3 separate regions of the Mus musculus genome follow, and regions 1 and 3 are each linked to region 2. A link is a contact called in public HiChIP or PLAC-seq data. All regions are on one chromosome and are shown on one strand. The core of a region is the stretch at or near the end of the contact, and the rest is flanking DNA. Distances in the headings are between cores, read along the strand shown.

Region 1 (4,252 bases), core at 372-2,871, 760 kb before region 2:
GAGCAGCGACCAGTCTTAATGGCGGAACCATCTTTTCAGCCCTAGACCTTTTCTGATCTGGTCACACCATGGTGAGCAAACAAGAAACATGATTCTTGTGTCCCTCTAATCAGGACTTTGGGCTGTAGCTAATGCCTTCCGTGGTTTAGACCTAACTTAGGATCTTGTGATTCATTTAACTGTCATGTCTCTCGAGTCTCCCCTCCTGTGGTTCAACTCTAGCCTTCCTTTCTCTTTGATGACCTTGGCATTTTGGAAAGGACAAGCCAATTATTTTGCAGACTCTCTTTCACTTCGTGTCAGAAGTTTCCTCATGGTTAGATTCAGTTTATGTGTTTTGGCAAAAATGCCTCATAAAGAATGCGTTCTTCTTAGGGTATCGGTCTAGAATGTGAGTGGAACCTGTCTGTCCAAGCACTAAGGACATTCTCTTTGATTGCTAGACGGTGTGTTGCTTAATAACTTTTGCTCCTATAAAGTACAATTTTCAGGAGTTTCTTTAGGGCCAGGGCTTGAAGATGATTCTAGACCAAGGATGTCCCCCTGTAGTGAAAGAGTGTCCAATTCTGTCCAACATGACAGCCAGTGAGTGACACGTTTTGGGCACTTATGACAAAGGGTGCTATTGAAGACATCAAAGGGGGTACAGTCGGAATGTCAGAATGCTCATAAAACAGCCTGTATGTACCAACATCTCCTAAAACAGACAAGTACTGTGCTTTGGATCTTTGGACCAGGGGCTTAGGGCAGAGAACCATGTTCAGAGCTGAAGCCTCAGAGCTCATGGCCCAGCGGTTGCCTGGCGTTAGAGTGGCGCCCGGGAAGCCACCTCCCATCTTTATTTCAGAAGTAGCTGCTCTAGAAGCTCTAGGCAGAGCCAGGGTTAGCGCGACTTCATTCTGTAACCCGGGCTGTAGCCTGTTGTGATGACTGCTTTTTGCGGGGGTGGGGGTCGGGGGAGGGGAGCGTCTGAATCATTCTAAGAAAATGGGGCTTGGTTTGTTCGATGAGTTGGGGCCAGGTGAGATCCTGCAAGAACACTGTGTTGTTCTTGGAAGTGATTAAGGTTGAAGCACAAGTTCGGGGAGAACGATTGTATCCCTCATAAAAGTGGATTCTGTTCGTTTTAAGGTACACAATAGAAGCTGTGGCCCAGACTCGCCCCAAAGGCAGCCTCGAGGGCATTTACACGCACAGATGGGCATGCACTCAGGAGAGCCACTAAGGAAAGCTGACGTTGAAACGCCCACGTCTTAAGCTATCTGCTGTGAACCTCTGCAAAGATTCATTTTTTTTCTTGCCAAATATAGCATTCAGTTACCAAGTGGAATTGTAAAAGTTTACGTTTTCATGAAAATTCCGGTAATGTTTTTTCCCTCCTCCACCAACGTCTTCTCAGTTCACCACTAGAGGGCACTGTTGGCAGTGAGATCAACAGGAAGGAAGCAGAAAATTGTCTAGTGTTTCTTTGTTGTGTGTGTTTTAAATAACTTTAAATTACTTCCTTTCCGTCAGTAAATAAAAACGGAAATTTAAAAGCTACTCTACTTACAGTTTATATGGACTTGTGTTTCCACTCACCTCAGATACATACAAACCTTGAGTGTACTCCATTAACAAAATAAATAAATCATTGTAAAATGTAGTTCCAATTTCTCCCAAATGCTTCCTTTCCCCAGGCACCTCGCACACTCCTGTACATCCTGTTTGGAATGTTTCCCGCACTTGGAAACGCCTTAGTTGGTTTTTTTTTTTTGTTTGTTTGTTTGTTTTGTTTTGTTTTGTTTTAATTTCTGAGCCGGTTAAACAATTTTACTTTCCCAATCACACTTTCCTGTCATTTGCTTCCAGACCCCAGAGCAGCGAGGGATCTTTCTGGTATCTAGCTTAAGCTATTTATTTCCCGTGTACCATATATACATATTCTGCACGCACACACATGCACAGGAAAGCACATTCCATGTCTCCATTTAGAGGTTACAGAGGTGGCAAGCGTGTCTGCATTCTGAGGGCGCATCCAAAGCTGCTGTCTAGCCATAAGCTTCATGCTTTTGAGGAAAACCTCAACGATGACTCCAGGGGCAATCTCTGCCTCCTTTCAGTGAATGCTGGGCCGTGTCACCATCCTTCAGGCTCACACATTAGCCCCGTAGCAGGCTCTAACACAGGCTCACACAGGTTCTGCTTGGATTTAGTTCTAGGAATTGGCCTGAGGACTGGAGGGAGACTGCTGGTTGGTCTATCGGCCACAGGTAGGGAACGACTTCTGTAGAATCTTCCAGAACAGTGGAAGTGCTGGTGCTTACTAGATTTCCTACGTTACTTTCTGTTACTGCGATAGCACCCTGACTAAGTCAACCTGAGGCTGGAGCTGAAGCGGAGGCCATGCAGGAGCGCTGCCACTGGCTGCTCACTGGCTCACATTCAGCTACCTTTCTGACCTGGATGGACTGCCTGCCTAGAGATGGTGCCGCCCACAGTGGGCGGGGCCTTCCTCCAACAACTAGCAATCAAGAAAATGCCCTGCAAACACTCCCACAGGCCAATCTGATGGAGGCGATTTCTCAACTGAAGCTCCCTTCCCCCAGCCTCTCTAAGTTTGTGTCAGGTTGGCAGGTGAAGCTATGACATTAGGTAGGGACACAGAAGCCACAGGAAACTGCAGAGTCAGCATCCATCCAGGCCCCCTCCCCCAATCAGGGCTGTCATTGTCCCTCACACTTGCTCTGCAGCAAACTCACATGGCCCTGGAGTTCTGAGTCCCTTAGATCTCGTGCCCGACTCACAACTCCTCTCGCTGCCTTTCCACTACAGGCAAAATGAGCGCCCTGTGAGTGAGCAGTGGTGTCGTCTGGAACTCCAGCTTTGCAATACACCGCAACAACAGCTCACCACTCACGGTGGTTCAGGGCAAAACTTAGCAGCGGCTGCTTCTGCTACCCCAGGGCATCTTTTCCTGTATGCCCGGATTGCCATCTCTGCCACCACAATCTCCTCCAGTGGATTACTTTCTCAAGTTGCTACTGGACCTGCAACTGTAAAGTCCAAGTTGCCAAGGCCTTCCAGGACTTAGCTGCAGCCTATCTAGTAACCAGGATGCCATTAGCTTCCCCTACACGATGGCACTGGAGCCAATCCCAAGTCTCCACGAGGCTGTGTGTTCCTCCAACCACCTGTTAGCCAGATCCCTCCTCTCAGCTGAGGATGGCAAGATGGCATTAAATAGGCTAATATTTGTATGAGAGTAAGCCATCACTGTAAGAAACGAGGGTCAATGAATATTTTGGGCCAAAGGTAAAACTGTTTTAAACATCACGGACCACGTGTGTACCGCCCACCCAGCATTTAAAAACTCAAAGTGAAGCTGAGTTCATGCGGTCGGCCGCAGACTAGATTTCGTTCCTGTGAGCTTTAGTTTGTCAGCCTTTGAATGAGAGGTAAGAGGGGAGATCTGTGGGAGGCTGGAAAAAGCTCCAGAGTCCACCCGGGCTTGAATACACGAGGGACAGAGCGAGGGAAGTTTCTGGAAGCATGCTTGATCATCTGTGAAGGCCTGAGGAAGGCTGTCAGGGAGTGCTCGAGCCCAGACCAGCTGTCGTTTTGACAGCTCTGGAGAACAGGATTGTGATCCTTTCGAATAAATACGTGTCCACCTTCCTTCATCAGAGCAGGGCTTCGAATGTTTTCTGTTCATGACCCTTTCTTGTCTGAGAAACTTTTGCTACCCTGTGTGTATAAGCAGATGTAACAGGTACGTAAGTCAAATGTTTACTTAGGGTAAAAGCCTTCAGGTTTCGGAAACAATTCTTTGATACATACGTGATTTTACTGTTCATTACAGACAGAACCGTTTGCACATCACTGGATGTGTGTGTTGGTTTAATTCAATGTGGTTTGATACGCGCTGCGGTAGGAAGCATGGGAAGTCTTTTTTTTCCCCATAATTAGACTATTGTGCTTCCATAAGAGAAAGCTTCGAATAGACCGTCAAACACAACGGTTTGTAACATATAATAGTTTTAAATCTGAGGTGTGTCCTTGGTGAAGCGTTCGTTAGCCGTGTGGTGTGCAGCACAAAGTGTAACTGTTGTATGTTATCGACTGAGAAGTCCTGGTTCTGTGAAGGCTGAGCAGCCAAGTCTCAATGACTGTGGGGAAGTTGGAATGTTGTAGGTCCAGAACCTAATTACCTTGATCTTAGGTGACCTTTAGCCTACTAAGTAGCCATTTACCCCACACCACCCTAATGTCC
Region 2 (4,296 bases), core at 1,296-3,795:
CGGAAGAGACACTCAAACCACAGTTGAAATTAATGACAGAATGAAAGTAAATACAAAGATTCAATGAAACAGCTATTTGAAGAGATTGATAACCCTTTAGTCAAAGTAACCAAAAGAATTAGAGGATCCAATTTGTTTAGAGAAGAAAAGGGAGGCACCATAACATACACTGAAAAACTTCAGAGGCTTATTCAAATATACTTTAAAAATTGATTCCACCAAACTGGAAAATGTAAAAGAAATGGATGAACTTCTAGATATATATGAGCTACCAAAATCAAACAAATATGAATTAAATGATTTAAGTAGACCTGTCACATGCAATGAGATGTCAGTAATTGAAAATCTCCCAACTAAAAAGCCCAGGCCAGATGGAGTCACTATAGAAGTCTACTAGACTGTCAAAGACATGAAAATTCGCAATAAAATACTTTCAAAACTAATTTGAGAACATATTAGAAAGACTGTCCACCATGATCAAGTCAGTTTCATCCCAGAGATGCAGGGATGGTTCAAGAAACTTAAACTACCATACGGTCATCTCTCTAGCTGTAGAAAAGGTCTTTGACAAAAATCCAACATCCATTCACAATAAAAGTGCTGGAGAAATGAGGGATAGAGGGTATAAGCTCAATATAATAAAGGTAGCATACAGGATTCCTCAGACAACATCTTCCTAAACAGGGAAAAACTGCAAGTAGTTCCACTAGAACCAGGGACACAATGGTAATCCCTTTGCCTACTCCCATTTAAGTAGGCAAGTCCTGACATCTTAGCTAGAGTAGTAAGACAGGTGAAGGTAAAGTGGATACAAATAAGAAAGGAAGAAGTCAAAGTATCCTTATTTGGAGATGATACAATTCTATTATGTAAAACTTTCCAAAGGTTCCACCAGATGACTACTACACCTGATAAATATTTCAGCAAATTAACAAATCAGTTAAAAAAAAAACAAAAAAAAACAAAAAAACAAAGGATTGGCCTTCATACAAACAACAAACATACGGGGAAAGAAATAAATGAATACCTTTCATAATAGCCTCAAGAAAAGTAAAATATCTAGAATAAGTATAACGAAGACAGGAAAGATTTGTACAACAACAACAAAAAATCTTTTAAAAGAATGAAAAAAATAAATTGAACAAGAAACCAGAAAGTGGCAAAACCTCCCATGTATATACATTGTTACAATGAACATTGTGAGCATGACTGTCCTTACCAAAGCAGGTGGTACTGGCACAAAGACAGACTTGTCAGTCAAAGGAACAAAACTGAGGACTCACATATAAACCCACACTCCTACATCCTACATCCACTCAACTTTTGACAAAGAAGTCAACAAATACCTGTTGGAGAGAAGACAGCATCTTGAACAAGTGTTGCTTGTCAAACTGGATGACCACAGAGGAGGGATCAAATCTGAACTGTGTCTTTCATCTTGTATAAAACTCTACTCCAAATCCATGAAGGATGTTAATACAAGACCAGATACTCTAACTCTGACAGGAGCAAGGGGACCTAGGCTTGACTCACTGATATAAGAACAGACGTTTTGAGTAGCATCTTGATAGAAAAAGGCTTTATTTAATACCAATAATTAATAAATGGGACCTCAAAAACCAAAAGTTTCTGAACAGCAAAGGGTACTATCGCTCAACTGAAGAGGCAGTAAGCAGACTGGACATTTTTTATTCATGAGTTATATCTTTGAAGGAGTGGTACTATCTAGAATATATAAGTAGCTCAAAATTAAACATTCAAGAAAACCTAAACGGGACAAAACTAAACAGAGTCCAGGGGGGAAAATATATGTTCAACATACATAGCCATCAAGGAAATGCAAATTAAAACTGCTCAGAGGTTTCATCTAAGCCCAGTCAGAATGGTTACGGTCAAGAAACAAATGGTGACAAATGGCAGCATGGACACTGGGTCTGGGGACACTCATTCTTTGCTGGAGGTGTGTGAACTGGAGGGGGGTGAACTGGTACAGCCACTAAGAAAATATGTGTAGAGGTTCCTCAAAAGGCTGATAATAGACCTATCATATGCTCCACATATACTGGTCTTGGGCAAAGGACTCCATATATTGGGATATCCATAAAAATTTGCAAAGAACCAATAAATTTTTAAGAGAAAAATAAAATTTAAAAAGGCGTTTAAAAATCAGTACAGAAAAGTTTTCTTTTCACAGAAACAACCTTAAACATAAGTATTGTATATGCTTTTAGGTTCTTGTGTTCCATTTTCTGTTGAAAGCAGTCTGTGACAAAACAGTGTGTGTGCATTTTTCAGTAAGGGAGTGTCCTTTCCTTTGAGGGAGGGGAAGGTGAAGTGGCTACCTTACCCTAAGACAGAAGTGCAGGCCTGATGCGTCCAGCAGGGTTCCCCTGCACAGCTTCCTCACGCCGCTGGCCTGTGCTTTGCTCCTGGTTAACACAGTGGTCTGATTTCACTTTACGTGGCATATCTTGTGGTCATGCACATGGTTATCGGATTCCCAGGCCGGTGCTGGTTAGTCAATATGATATCATTTCCTCATTTCACCAGAACTGAATACATGTGACCACAGGGTAGCCTCAAGCCAGGGAAGAAGATTAGCTGCCAGACTTCTAGGCTGCAGGGTTGATCCTTCCTAATAACTCAGTGAAGTGCAGGTCTTCTAGAGGCTTCTAAAATGCAAGACTCTTAGATGAATTTGTCGTTCCTGACACGTTCACTTAGGACCCATAATCCTCTTCCTGGGGATAATTTTGTATAATAGTGTGCTTGTCTAGGAGACTGCCAGAGCAATGGACAGAAGTCACAAGAATCTTTCAGAGTCCTTTTAATAGTAGGTCAGCGTGACCCATTGATGTCTACAGCTGTTCAGTCAGAGTCTGTCACTTAGAGACCCTGTGTGGTGTTCACATTTAGTGTTTTCAAGTGATACTTCATTCCTGGAGCAGAGATAGTACTGTGCAATGGAAGGGCACCAATTGGGGAGATAGAACAACCTGGGCTTTGACTTCGTCATAACTGAAAGCATTTCCTGTATGGGGCGGATGGGTGTCCCACTGTCTAAGGCTCAGTTTGCTTCTCGGTGAAACAAGAATGCCCCTCTAGGTGTGTCCATACCTTTTCCTGCCCTGTGCTTCGTGAGCTGTGAATGCAAGGTAAAGCTTTAAAATTCAAGTTGCTGCAAATAGACTTGAGCCTATCAAAGTTTAAACACACAGAGTTAAGGCTGGAAGCAGCCCTGAGTCACAGAGCCCAAGCTAGCATGTGTGTGAGTAAGTTTTTGCTATGTCAGAATGAGATTAAGAAGTAATAAGACTGGTTTGGTCCAACCAAACATTGAGGATTTGTCTTTTTAAAAAGGTATTAGCATTTATGAAAATCACCTGTATATATGTAAGCTGGAGGGAAATGAAATTCTGACCTTCTGTAACACGGCAACAGATCCCGCCTTGCCTTCCGAGTGCCTGGCATTTGGTCCTGTTGTGGCCGATACCCACAATTCCACAGAACAAGGGTTGCTATGATCTTACTCCATGGCCTACAACATGAAGCAAGTTTACTTACTTGCCCAAGGCCACAGAACGGTGAGTGGCTGAGTCAGGCTTTGGTTCTTTGGAGTCCCTCTGCCTTTCCTGAACTGCTCTCCATGTCTGACGGAGACACTGGCACTTGGCTGCTACAGAAGCTGAGGTACAAGGATTGCAGGTTCAAGGCCTGGCCCAGCTACAGAGTGAGCTCAGCCCAGAAACTTGGTGAGACTAAACAGAAACAGAAGGTGGCTAGAGGTGGCTCAGCTTCTGGGTGCTTCAGGCCTCCGCTCCAGAAAGCCCAGCTTCTAAACTCAGTGGGAAAATCAAACAATACAGGGATGATTGCAACTGGAATCCCTCGGGTTACTTTTGCAGGGTATGCTAAAGGTTCGTTTACTGAAGATCAGAAGCACATGTCCTGTCAGTATTGTGTCAGAGATCCACATATAGGTGAGGAAGGAAAATGCCGGAAGTATGGTGGAGTTTGGCAGAGGGCTTTCAAATATCACTACTGAGAGGCAACACAGAGAATAGAATGCACTCGGTTCTGCAGCTGAGTACCAACTAACCATCTGATACCCCTTGCCCAGCCTCCATTTGCTAAGGCTGTGTGCTGCGGGGCTCTCATAATACCATTTTCATGCTGGCCATCCCAAACTGATCTCTGCTTCTTACTAGATTTTCCACCATAAAATTCAACTGCAAAGCCTCCTGGTACAAAGAGAAAAGTACCAGAGTCGCCATGAGTGACATGACCGACGGACTC
Region 3 (4,034 bases), core at 559-3,058, 740 kb before region 2:
TTGAGTAGGACTTGTTCAGGGTGGCTGTTGGTTGGGATCGAAGCGCAGTTAATACTCCAATGTCTGCCCAAAGGAACAGACGAGAAAAGGAGAAGCAGGACAGAGGAGCTCGGGGCTGGATCCCTCCCGTCCCCACAAGGAAAATCTCAATGTGTCGTGGAGACGCTAGAGAGGGCAGGAACTCGTGGTGGCCAGATGGGTTTCACCCAGAACGTGGAACTACTGAGGAAAAACCAAAGATGGGCCAATATCGTTCTGTTAGCAAGACTCCTTGGTCAGGGTCAGGGGCGTCAGCAAGACCTGGGGTTAGGTGAGGGTAGACAGGGGAGGGTTTCCAGAGGCCAGTAAGGCAGACTAGCTGAATTGGTGAGGTCTGGATTTAACTCAAGACCCTGCTTCCAAAGGACAGGGTAGTTATCAAGTGAGGAAGGTCCTCTACCCTGGGGCCTACACACACACAAGGCTCAGTGAAGCAGTAACTGTTTTGAAGTTAAGTTTCACAAGTGTTTTTCCCATGATGATGGCAATGGCTGGCTGTTGATAGTGAGTCTGTTTGGAAGGCAGTGCAGAAGGAAAATGGGAATGAAATAGAGACAACAAAGACCCCTCATCCTCTGCTTTGAGTTTCAGGCTGTTAAGTCGCCATCTTCACCATGTGTGCACTTGGCTGCTGTGAGCCAAAGTGACTAACTGGCAGAGTTCAACTAGAATATACAGAACGGAGCATGCTGGGACGAGAAGGGGGCTGCAGGTTGATCCCCAAGACACTGGCTCCACTGTCTTTTACATTTCCTAGTAATTATATTAGTTGTTGAGAATTATTCTTAAAGTTCTAAGGCTGTCAGCTTAGTCTGATGGGGGAATAAGAATTAATTACAAGAGTTAACACAGTTCTATCCCACCTGAATACTGATGCTTGTGTGGACCCACTATGTATCTAATGATTTGGGCTGCCTCTCTTTCCACTACCACACCAGAACACTGATACTTGTGTGGACCCACTATGTGTCTAATGATTTGGGCTGCCTCTCTTTCCACTACCACACCAGAACATTGATACTTGTGTGGACCCATTGTGTATCTAATGATTTGGGCTGCCTCTCTTTCCTTCGACAGAATGGGTCATATGGCAGATGTTTTGCTGAGGCCACCAAATGATTCTGTAACAAAAGGGTCAGAAACAAGTCTTCCCTCCTACTCTTCCTACGGTGAAGAAACAAGAAATGGTTGTCATCACATTTTCCATGTTCTCAGAACTCCTTATCTCCAGGCCAGAGTGTTCCCAGAGCGTCTCTGCTCCCGGGTGTGGAGCTGGGCGAACATGTTTGCATTGTCCTCATTTAGAGGTACAGATTCAGCAACAGCTGTTGACAATTAATTATCCTTTGTCAACCGCATTCTGAGCTCTGAGTCTGTTCCCAGGTGCTTAGTGATACAGCAGCACACTTGGCCCGTGTTCTCTACGCCTCCCTTGGCATAGTGCCACTACAAGGACAGTGGCATTGTAAGTCACATGACTCCTTCTGATGCCGCCTCCCTCCCTTGGCAAACATAACACTACTACAGCATTCCAAGCAAGGATGGCGTCCTTGTACAATGACCATCACCGGTCTCACTCTGGCCCCTTTCTTCTATGTCTCCCATGTCTGTCTGATTACCATTTCTTTAAGGATTACATACCACACTACAAATGGAAGAAAAGCAACAAAGAAGAAAATGGCCATCAGGAACGTCTGCATGTCGTGAAGGAAGAGTTGATTGGCTGTGACATAGGGTTAGGGGGCAGGAAAACTTATGAGTCAGAGTTTTAGATATTTGAAACCTTGGTTAAAATATATCTTTCCTGACATGCCTGGTCTGAAGGGCTCAGTATGAGTTACAGACCACAGGGACAGCCTGAGTCCCTAATCAACCTTCACGGCACAGTCTGTTTGCAGGAACAATGTTAGGGCATAAAGAGAGTTTACCTCAAACTGGCCAGACAAGTGGGACCAGGGAGAGGGGAAGAAAAAGGGAAGAACTGAGGCAGAGAGGAAGGAATGGAGGGAGGGAGGGAGGAAGGAGAGAAGGAGGGAAGAAGGGAGGAAGATTAAGAGCAACTTTTGGATATTGGATCTGTCTTCTGAAAATTAGAAATTGGGAATTGAAGTTGAAATTGGGAAACGTCAATCTGGAAACTATCTGTACTTTACCGAATGGGAGTTTTCACTTAAAAACCAAACATCTTCTAGGTAGTTTGAAGATTTATTTTCCTGTGTGTGTGTGTAAACGCCTTCATGTGTATATGTGCAGCAAATGCATGCCTGGTGCCTGTAGATGCCAGCAGGGGATGTTGGATCTCCTGGGACTAGAGTCACAGCTGCTTGTGAGCAGCAATGTGGGTGTTGGGAACTGAACCCAGATCTTCTATAAGAGCAAATGCTTGTAACCAGAGACACGTCTCCAGCCCCCTCTTATAAGTACTTTTAAAATGGAAAATTATTAGCATTTTCTGAGTTAGACATTTTTATATTTGGTGATTAGTTTTGTCATTTCGATACACAACCCAAATAACTTGGGCAGTCTCAGTGAGGACCTGTCTACATACGGTTAGCCTGTGGTGTGTGTGTGGGATTAGCTTAACTGATATAGGTAGACCCAGTCCACTGTGGGCAGCAACATTCCCTAGATGAGGGGTCCTGACCTGTGTAAAAGTGGAGAAATCAAGTTGAGTGCAAGGGAGCGAGCAGCATTTGTGAGTTCATTTCTCCCTGCCTAGACTGTGGATATGATGTGACTAATCCCTTTGCTATGGTTTCCTCTCAACAGTGGGCTATAACCTGGAATTAGAAACAAAAGTAAACCCCCTTTTCCCTACCTTGATTTTTCTTTCCCACCAACAGAAATAAAACTAGAACAGGTAAGAGGATCCAACATGAGCAGAGGTTTGTCTCTCTCTCTTTCTTTCTTTCTTTCTTTCTTTCTTTCTTTCTTTCTTTCTTTCTTTCTTTCTTTCTTTCTTTCTTTCTTTCCTTCCTTCCTTCCTTCCTTAGATATTTTCTTTATTTACATTTCAAATGTTATTCCCTTTCCTAGTTTCCCCTCCAAAAAATCTCCTATCCCTTCCCTCCTCCCCCTGCTCCACAACCCACCCACTCCAGCTTCCTGGCTCAGGCATTCCTCTATACTGGGGCATAGAACCTTCACAGGACCATGGGCCTCTTCTCCTCCCCCAACAAGGCCATCCTCTGCTACATATGCAGCTAGAGCCACAAGTCCCTCCGTGTTTTTTCTTTGGTTGGTTTAGTCCTAGGGAGCTCTGGGGGTGCTGGTTAGTTCATATTGTTGTTCCTCCTATGGGGCTGCAAACCCCTTCAGCTCCCTGGATACTTTCTCTAGCTCCGTCATTGGGAAACCTGTGCTCCATCCAATGGATGACTGTGAGCATCCACTTCTGTATTTGCCAGGCACTGGTAGAGCCTCACAGGTGACAGCTATATCAGGTTCCTGTCAGAAGGCTCTTGTTGGCATCTACCTAGTGTCTGGGTTTGGTGGTTGCTTATGGGATTGATCCCCAGGTGGGGCAGTCTCTGGATGGTCATGCCTTCAGTCTCTGCTCCAGACTTTGTCTCTGTAACTCCTTCCATGGGTATTTTGTCCCCCTTCTAAGATGGATCGAAGTATCCACACTTTGGTCTTCCTTCTTCTTGAGTTTCATGTGTTTTGCAAATTGTATCTTGGGTATTCTGAGTTTCTGGGCTAAAATCCACTTATCAGTGAGTGCATATCATGTGTGTCCTTTTGTTACCTCACTCAGGATGGTATCCTCCAGATCCATCCATTTGTCTAAGAATTTCATGAATTCATTGTTTTTAATAGCTGAGTAATACTCCATTGTGTAAATGAACCACATTTTCTGTATCCATTCCTCTGTTGAGGGACATCTGGGTTCTTTCCAGATTCTGGCTACTATAAATAAGGCTGCTATGAACATGGCATAGTGGAGCATGTGTCCTTATTACAAGTTGGAGCATCTTCTGGGTATATGCCCAGGA

Evidence for each region. HiChIP or PLAC-seq counts read pairs in DNA pulled down with a chosen protein or histone mark.
Region 1: a contact with region 2 is called in an H3K27ac HiChIP or PLAC-seq map of embryonic fibroblasts, with 6 times the contacts expected there. The contact joins two enhancer-like sites. A contact is called at or near these places in 2 of 115 datasets of contacts at active chromatin or transcription factors (the NIH/3T3 cell line and embryonic fibroblasts).
Region 3: an HNF4G HiChIP or PLAC-seq map of pancreatic cancer cells shows a contact between it and region 2. The contact joins two enhancer-like sites. A contact is called at or near these places in 2 of 115 datasets of contacts at active chromatin or transcription factors (astrocytes and pancreatic cancer cells).

The regions. Positions count from the first base shown.
Region 1 is chr6:145,358,835-145,363,086 of GRCm38.p6, forward strand. No RefSeq gene overlaps it. Among named protein-coding and RNA genes, the nearest start is that of Gm38926, 13 kb to the left of the region's middle. Within about 2 kb of position 1,622, at least 46 of the 459 cell types and tissues checked have an H3K27ac peak or open chromatin away from gene starts, as enhancers often do. A contact at or near this core is called in embryonic fibroblasts, where this site is marked.
Region 2 is chr6:146,117,881-146,122,176 of GRCm38.p6, forward strand. The region is part of intron 55 of Itpr2 (inositol 1,4,5-triphosphate receptor 2); the gene reads right to left. Among named protein-coding and RNA genes, the nearest start is that of Gm35768, 24 kb to the right of the region's middle. Within about 2 kb of position 2,546, at least 59 of the 459 cell types and tissues checked have an H3K27ac peak or open chromatin away from gene starts, as enhancers often do. A contact at or near this core is called in embryonic fibroblasts and pancreatic cancer cells, where this site is marked.
Region 3 is chr6:145,381,378-145,385,411 of GRCm38.p6, forward strand. No RefSeq gene overlaps it. Among named protein-coding and RNA genes, the nearest start is that of Gm38926, 35 kb to the left of the region's middle. Within about 2 kb of position 1,809, at least 11 of the 459 cell types and tissues checked have an H3K27ac peak or open chromatin away from gene starts, as enhancers often do. A contact at or near this core is called in pancreatic cancer cells, where this site is marked.